2 separate regions of the Sus scrofa genome follow, and region 2 is linked to region 1. A link is a contact called in public Hi-C data. All regions are on one chromosome and are shown on one strand. The core of a region is the stretch at or near the end of the contact, and the rest is flanking DNA. Distances in the headings are between cores, read along the strand shown. Region 1 holds the start of FKBP7 (peptidyl-prolyl cis-trans isomerase FKBP7). Region 2 holds the start of SESTD1 (SEC14 domain and spectrin repeat-containing protein 1).

What was found. Hi-C and Micro-C count contacts between places; a contact is called where the count stands out from the background.
Region 2: a Hi-C map of subcutaneous adipose tissue shows a contact between it and region 1, with 1.7 times the contacts expected there. The contact joins the promoter of SESTD1 here to the promoter of FKBP7 in region 1. A contact is called at or near these places in 1 of 47 Hi-C or Micro-C datasets (subcutaneous adipose tissue) and 1 of 2 datasets of contacts at active chromatin or transcription factors (alveolar macrophages).

Annotation. Positions count from the first base shown.
Region 1 is chr15:84,180,113-84,184,611 of Sscrofa11.1, forward strand. FKBP7 (peptidyl-prolyl cis-trans isomerase FKBP7) reads right to left here and starts at 2,758. Exons shown (of 4, transcript XM_005657565.3): 1 at 2,435-2,758; 2 at 1,315-1,466. The coding sequence starts at 2,643.
Region 2 is chr15:84,891,191-84,895,488 of Sscrofa11.1, forward strand. SESTD1 (SEC14 domain and spectrin repeat-containing protein 1) reads right to left here and starts at 1,390. Exons shown (of 18, transcript XM_021075320.1): 1 at 1,124-1,390.

The sequences.
Region 1 (4,499 bases), core at 1,508-4,007:
GGGTTTTAAAAATAGGTAAGATATTGAGACAAGCAGTTCATTTCTTCCACATTTTCAAGGCTTCTCCAGCATTTGGATAATGGTTATATTTCAGATGTTCTTTTTTACAATGTTACAATACTGTCCTTTTATTCTAAAATCATATGTTCCACTTTCCTGAGTTTTATGAATCTGACTTTGGTACTGCTTACCAAAAGTATTTACTACGGACGTTTATGTAATACTTAATAAAATAACATATACTAAAATAAAAAATGACTAAGCTAGAGCTTATAAAATATACATCATCATTATGAATATTGCCACTCTTGGGGGGGGGGTAAAGAACTCTAGCTAGAGATCTGTATTGCAACAATGTCTTATTTTCTTGATGTGTAAAAAGAAAGGACCAGACTACACCCAGCAGAGCTAAAGTTTATTGGACCTTATAGTCTATAATTATTTCCTCTTTGATTTTTAATGTTTTTTAGCAATTCAAAAAATTTTAATTATGGGAAAATACAAGTAACATAAAATTTACCATTGTAACCATTTTAAGTGAATAGTTGGGTGGTGTTAAGTACATCCACACTGCAGCCAATCTTTACAAGTACTTCATCTTTATACGCATTAGATAATAATTCCCTACTCTACCCTCTCCCCAGACTCTGTCAACCACCCTTTTCTTCCTGGCTCTATGAATTTTACTGTTCTAGTTAGCTCATATAAGTGGGTCGTACTGTATTTGCTTTTTGTGTTTGGCTTATTTCACTTAGCATTATGTACTCAAGATTTACCCATGTTGTAGTGTGTTTTAGTGTGCTGTGGCATGTCAGAATTTCCTTCTTTTTAAACACTGAATAATATTCCATTGAATGCCACAATTTGTTTATCTATTCATCTGTCAATGGACATGGGTTATTTTCTGTTTTTGGCTATTTGAATAGTGCTGCTATGAACGTGATTATACAGATATAACTTTAAGACTCTGCTTTCAATTTTTTTTGACTGTGTACCCAGAAGTATATGATTTATTTTTAAATATAACTTAGAGATATACATTTTTTTTTTCTTTTTAAAACCGCACCCAGGGCATATGAAAGTTCCCAGGCTAGGAGTGGAATTGGAGCTACAGCTGCCAGCCTACGCCACAGCCACAGCAACGCAGGATCTGAGCCATATCTGCGACCTACACCACAGCTCAAGGCAATGTCAGATCCTTAACCCACTGATCAAGGCCAGGAATTCAACCCAAGCCCTCATGGTTACTAGTAGGGTTCATTACAGCTGAGCCAGGACTGGAAGTCCCGAGATATACATATTAAAACACCTTACCATAGCCTTCCTTTCCATATGCAAAGGAAGGGGGTATAATCACTTTTCGCTTCTCTCCAGGGCACATATCCATCATGGCAATGTCTAGGCCTTTTATAACTTGTCCAACACCAAGAACAAACCATTTGGGGTGGCCTTCATTTTGTGTCCGACTATAATTAAAAATAACACCTAGGTAAGTTGGTTTCAAGAAAAATAAAATCAAAATTTAAAATACAGCTGATCATTTAGTTCCAATTTAATACTGGAGTCCTCTCTAGCCATCTCTTTCGCTATATTAAGACTACTTCTGAACCCCCTGGTGGGGTGTTTGGCTCAAACGTCCCTCCTAATAGCTAGGTAGAGGTATAATTTGCCCAAAGTTAGTCATTAGGAGTCATCTCATTTTCTTTTTTATTGTTATCTTTACAACAACTACTCAACAGTTAACCTTTTAATGGGTCTCCTACCCCTATCTAGCTGCATGGCTTGTCCAAATATTTTACCATTCTGGGCTATTTTCTTCTAAATCGAAAGAACAGTCTCCAATCCTATTTTTATAGGGTAGTAGCGCACAAGGAGAAAAGACATCCTACGTCTGAGTAATAAAACATGGATTAAATCAGAGTAGTGGTGGGATGAGAGGCATGGGAAGGGCATAGGGAAAGTCACCAAGGAAAGTCGCTGTTGTAGTGGCTTCTCTATACAGGTGGAAAGTGGCTTGACAGTAAATACTGTGCTCCTGAAGCCCGGATAATGTTTCTTAAAACTACCCTACGAAATCTTCTGTAAAGAGACTCTAGCCCACAGCCAAGAGAAGTGTGAACATTCTTACAATAACTTACTTCTGTAGGTTCCAAGAGTAGTTAGTGGTGGTGGTCCAGGGTGTGTGTGTATGAATGTAACGTATTTTTGATAACTTCTTGGGCTAACATTTTTCAATTAAAAGATAATATTCTATTTATTAGGGAACGATTGTATCAAATCTGATTCCCCCGCCCCCTAGAAATAAAAGGTTCAACTCTTACCGTTAAAAAACAAGAACGAACAAACCAACCAACAAATTAGGCTTCTGGTTGGTGTAGGGAGGGTAGATTTAATGCATCAACTGGACGCGGGAGCCGTTCGGATCATCTCCTACCTGCAGTAGAATTTCGAGCCGTCTTTAGCCAAGAAGCCGTCGTAATGTGCATTTAGCAGGTCTCCCTTTCTGCTTGTCTTAGAGCAGTTTTCTGGACGATGCAAAACTTCTATTTTCACTTCCTCTGTGCTCTCCTCTGTCTTTTGTCCCTGAGCAGTAAAAATGCCCCACACGTAAAAGAAAATGATTAATCTAAATAAAAAATGCATGATCGCTGGAGTCGGCCCCGACGGCCACCGCGTTCCCTGATGCGTGTCACTCGCGTGCAGTGGCAGCCCCCGCAGTCAGGTATTGCCACGTGGCAGGCATTGTCTACGTCACAAAGGGCAGGGGCCCGGTAGAAGCGTGGCCCCGCCCCCTTTCCCAGAGGCACGCCTAGCCGCAGAATTTTTGTGGGTTGGCTTGGGATCTTGTCCCCGTGGTACCCCACCCTCTGGTTGGCTGTCCTCAGTCGCTAAGGCAACATTGCACCCTTGCACCGCTATTTCCTCCCTAAGTCCGTGTATTTCACAGCCAGTTTCCTTAGGGGTCCATAGTAACGCTCGCGTAACCTTTTGAAACCGGCAAAAGACAAAATAAAAAAACTAGGGTGGGATGTTGTAGCTGGAGAATAGGACTTTCATTTCTAGGCGTGAAAGGATTCTCCTTATATCCCTAGAGAACTGGTGGGCATGGGGGGGGCATTCTGCTTTTGGGGTGTTTTTGAAGCGCCTTCTCCACGTCAGAGTCGTGCTTTTAAGAGGTTCCAGGCTATACCTCACGCTGGTAAATATGAGTGCTTTTGCTCCCCGCCCAGTTAAAGGCGTTTCCAAGAGCCGACTCCTTAATTCCATAGCTGTTGCAGGTTTGTGTTTCCTTCCCTCAACACTTGGGGTCGCCCTTGACTTGAGCGCTTACTGAAGTCTGGGAAAAGCTCTTGACAGGGTGGCTTTTCTTACAAACTCTGCGAGATGGGTAATTATCCACAATCACGCAGACGAGAACACGACGTAATTTGAGTGTTGGGCATTCTGTTTCAACCTAACAGTTAATACACAGCAGGGATATGACCAAGTCCGACACAAAGCCAGCCTTACATCCCCACCTTCAACATTTTAGTATGAAAAACTTTCCTGTAGAACAAATGAACTTTACTATGCCATCACCTCGACTACTTGGATGCTACCATTAACGTTTAAAAGTATTCGATTTATTACATATCCATCTGTCTACCAATTCACTTTATTTTCAAGTGAATACCCAAAGGCTTTTACCCAAACCAGAAGAACTTCAGCGAAGGCCTGGATTGGGTGTTATCTGGGGGAGGTTGCTTAAGAGGAGGCGTTATCCACCTTGGTGATGCTGAGAAAAGCCGCAGCACTGAGCCTGCGATATCTATAGATTTGAAAATTGTCATTTATATAAGACGATGATCATTTTCCAAACAGGATTTTAAAAATTATAAAGGCTAGGAAAGCCCCTATTTTTTGAGTAAAATAAACTCCAAAGTTTTCTTCCATGTTTTATATTTAAATGAAGTTATGGCTACCTAATATTCATTGTCGGTGTGGTAATTCCTTGGGGCCCCTCGCGGTTCCTTGCCGGGGGAATCTCAGGGGCACACCACCTGCCTAGGAAATAATTTCTCAGACCCCCCCCCCCGAATGTGAGGAGAATATGAAGGAAACATAAATAGGAAGTCTTTTATTATTATTATAAGTAGTAGTTTGAAAAAAACAACCTCTGGGAGGACCTAAGGGTCAGTTATAGGAAAACCTGAGAGGCCTAAGTAACGCCCGCGGGACGTGTGCGCCCGGGGCTCGTCTTCGGGTAGGCTGCGCGCGCGCAGCGGGGTTCGAGTCCGTCGGTTTGGGCCTGGGAGGTTTAGGCCCCGGAGGGCCGACGGTCCGGGAGGGAGCCCAGGGACAGCCATCCGCGGGCCTGACGGAGGGTGAGGAGGAGTCCAGGCCTCGGCCCGCCCTCCTGGCGCAGCCTCCGGCTCAGCGGCAGGGCAGCAGGCCGCGCCCGCTCCTCCAGCCCCGCCGCCGGGGAGGGGTTTCCCGGGACGAGCCGGCCCCTTTCATCC
Region 2 (4,298 bases), core at 140-2,639, 710 kb after region 1:
AATTGTTCTTTATTTTGTATTCTTCCTTTGGGGGAGAAAAAAGTTACTCACACCTGAGAAAATAAGGTTCATCAAGCCAAAGAAAACAATATGGGTTAATATTTCCCAATACGAGGGTATTTTTGAGTGGTGATCTTAATTTGAGGGTTTGCCAACCTATGTTTGCATTGCATGGTGGGTACAGTTGGCACAGATAAAATGTGAAGAAAGAAGCAACCTGTCAAACAGCTGCTATCGAGTTACTCCCTCAACAGCACTTCCAACTTCTCCGGTGATGTCTAAGACAGAAAGATGTCAAAGCACCAAGAGGACCACGGGGGCAGTCACAGCAGCAGCCAAGTACAAACCGTGCATCCCAGGGTGAAATGCCACAGGAACCCTCAAGAGCCGGCCAGACTGCGATTCCCTTCCAAAATGAGTCTACCTCACATATAAAAAATAAACACACAGCCAGATATCCTTGCCAACAGGCTCTCCCTTCCCTTTGTGACTCCTCCAAAGGCTGGAGGGATGTTAATATCCCGCAGGCCACGGGGAAGCCAAGCCCCACGCCGGAGGGAGGCGTCCAGGAGCCTCCGCGCAGCCCGGGGGCCTCGGGCCAGCGTCCCCCACCCGCCGGGTAGGGCCGGTCAGCGGCCACACAAAGGAGCCAGCCGCGGGCGCTGGACGCGGGGACTCGCCCCGGAGCTGGACGCCACATCTGGTCCCCGCACGCCAGGTGGACGAGACCCGCCGGAAAATAAGCATTAACGCCCGTACCTGTTGCACGATTCGGGTCCCTTTCACCCTAAAATGAACAAGGGCGCCCGGGAGGGGAGACGCGGGCCGCTGGGGCTCTGCGGGCCGCGGCCGCACCCGGCAGGCGGCGCGGAGGCAGGGGCCGCCAGCGGGCTCCCACATCAGGCGCTTTGTCTGCGGTGGCGGCTGGGACTGCGCCGGGGGCAGCGGGGTTGGCGGGGCGAGGGCGCCCCTCCCTCAGTTGCTCGGCCCGCGCGGGGGAAGAAAGCCGGGCCCGCCGCCGCCGCCGCCGCCGCCTCCACCCGCCCGCGCTCGCCTCTCGGCCACAGGGCCTGCGCGCTCCTCCCGCCCGGGCCGCCCCGGGCCGCGCGGCGGCCACACTCACCTGGCTGGCGCTGGCGGCCGGCGGCTCCGGGGCGGTGGGGAGGACGCGGGGACGCGAGCGAGGTGCGGGCGGAGGCGGAGGGCGAGGCGGGAGGAAGGCGGGCTGGGGGCGGAGCGGGACCGGGCGGTGGTGGCGGCGGCAGCTCCAGTCACTCGCGGCAAATCGTGTCCCGGCCCCTCTGTGCGTCAGTCAAGGGGCGGCGGCGCGGGCGGCCGGGCAACCTCCCGGCACCCTTGTCCCGACCCGCGTCCGCGCTACCACGCGCGCGCTCGGGTAGCGGCAGCGCAGCGACCCCGCCCGGCGCGGGAAGGGGGAGGGGCGGGGAGTCCCTCTGGGGCTGGGGGCTGGGGGTTGGGGGCTGGGGGAGGAGGGGCTTCCGACCCACCCGGGCGGACCGGGGGATCCTCCCTTCGCGCTGAGCTCCCAGCTCCCAAGCCCACAGGCAGCCTGGGGTAGCGGAAGGAGCACTGGGCCTGGAGTCAGAAAGCCTGGGCTTAAGGAAGAACCTCCTCCCCAATGAACGCCTTGCAAGTCATTTGTTTTCTCTGTCCTCATACCGAAATGTGTATGTTCAAGTATATGGTCTCCAAGATTTTCAAAATTCTAACATTGTCTTCTTGGGTTTGTTAGAATTCCTTTGACAGGAGATGGGTCTCCAGCACTGCATGTGGTGTGGCCAAAGGATGAAGGCAGCTGGAGGGGAATGGGTTGCAGAGAGGAGGGCTGGCTTCAGGCACTTGTTTTTCTTTGGAAATCTTTCTATTGGACAATCCAAAATGTATCCACAAATGACCTTCTGATAATGTCTACTTCCCCATCTTCACCAACTCTAGTTATTTTGCACCAGATGTACTAACTTCAGAGTCCTTGTTCTTCCAATTTTATTGCGCAAATCGTTTTTATGTCATTTCCTGAATTCAGTTCAAAAGAATCATCAGCTAATACACACTAGCTCAGGGCAGCCATGTGGTCCCAATCCCAGGCCTTATTTTTTACTCACTGTGCCACTCACTTCACTATCACCTAATTCCATTGAAAAAAAAACCTTGCCTTTCCAACAACTAGGCAACTAAGTTTCTCTCAACTAAAGTTCTCTGATTGAAAATCCCAAGGATTGATATTTCCTCTTAATTCTGTGACTGATAGTCTTTCTCCACTACTTCAGCTTCTTTACCACTCTTTAGGTCTAGCCTTTCTAATTTCACTCCTGCTTCTTTTCCAAAGGACTGCCAGAGAATGCTTTGAAAACCCAGAGCCTCCCTCTTTAAAATCCTTCAGAGGCTTTCAACACCTGAATAATCAGGTTCAAGCAATTACCATGGTATCTAAGGCTATTTATTATCTGATCCCCAGACCTCTTCAGCTCCAGCTTTAACTCCCACCACAAATCACACACAGATTAAACCGGCTCCATCTCTGTGCCTTTGTATATTTTCCTCCACCTGAACTCCATCCCTTATTTAACCAGGTGAACTCCTACCATCCTTCAAGATAATAAAGACAATGCATCATTTCCTCTTTGGAATCTTCCCTGATGTCCTTTCCTTTTCACACACCCACATCCTCACCCCACACACATACACAGAATAACTCTTTCCTTTCTGCTTTCATGAAACCTTTGATCTATTCTCTGTGGTAATCCTTAGCACCTTCTTTTTTCCCATTGCTTTGCTTGGTGGTCTATTCTTACTATACAGTCTAGTTCCTTTAAAAGACAGAGATTTTTGTCTAGTTCATTTGTGGCTCTCAGGCATAGCATACTACTCAGCACTAAGGTTCTCTTTAAATATCTGTTCAAGTACTGATGCCATTATTCATTCCAACAAGTAGATGTTGAGCATCTACTCAAAAAGAGGGAAATACAGTACGATCCACCGTCCCACCTTCCTTACTTAACCTTCCACAATATTCTGTTCTTCCTTTACCATATGGCATTCTCTGCTTATTATTTTAATCCCTCCCCTACCACCACTCACATTCTTTCTTTGTTTTGATAAAGCAAGATCATGCCAAAAACATCTATTATAGTAATTCACCAAACATCCCTGTCCTTCCTCTTTCCATCCCCTCTAGCTCCACACTGTATTACCCAGTTATTAGATAAAGACCAACTGTTGCAACAGAAAACACATTAGACTATGAATGCAGAGAACAAAGTTTGGGTCCTGTATTTTCCCGTAACTGCTGAATGAACATAGCTCAATCAAATTCACTAGGCCTCTCCTCTGGAGTTCCTGTGTCTCTATGATTAGGTTTCATTTTTAGTATTTTGTTAATAAGGTAAACATATCCTTCTTTATATATGTGTAAATTGAAGGGATAACAAGATCCTTGCAAGGTAGCTGTCCAGCATATTCTTGAACTCTGAGTGATAGCAAACCATTTACTACATGATAATGAAATTCATCTTTAAACAGTTCTGCTAGTCCTTACTCTGAACTGAAATGTGTCTCCCTATAAATTTAGTAGGTAACTGTTATATTAGGAGAAAATGCCGCTGGGTTTAAACTCCAGAGTGGTGCTGTCAGATCCTAGCTCTACACCATCTAGCTGTGTGACCTTGGACAAGCACAAAACAACTCTAAAAGGGGAAAATAATAACACCTTAAATCATTATTATAAGTATGAATACACTGTGTATTAAAGTGCTCAGGGAATCTCAATCTGGTACTAAGATGTACTGAGTACAGAACAGCTCAATTCCTCTTCTATACATTGCCTTTTAAACGTGTGAAATTAGCAACCAAGTATGTGTCTTCTCATACCAACCTCCACTCACATGCTCCTTTCTTTTCCTTCATACACACTCAAGTGCTCTTAAAATGTGGCATCTAGAACTGAGTCCTGTATTCCAGGTATAATGAGTGGAGTAGAGAAGTACAGTTTTCTGCATTCTTATGATGATGTTTCAAAATTCAGCCTGATAGAACATTCATATTTTTCTACCACCCACACTGTTCATAAATATCATGTTTTTGCCAAGTAAAAACAAACAACAAAAAAAAACCCTTGAATCGTTTTTAGGACTTTAATACATGCACATCTGTAAATCCATATCTCCTCCAACCTGTATTTATGCAATTTATTTTTGGAGATTGAGTGTGGATTTTTGCATTTATTCATCTTAAATATCACTTTGGAGGTTATGTACCAGAATCCCCTGCCAAATAGAAAT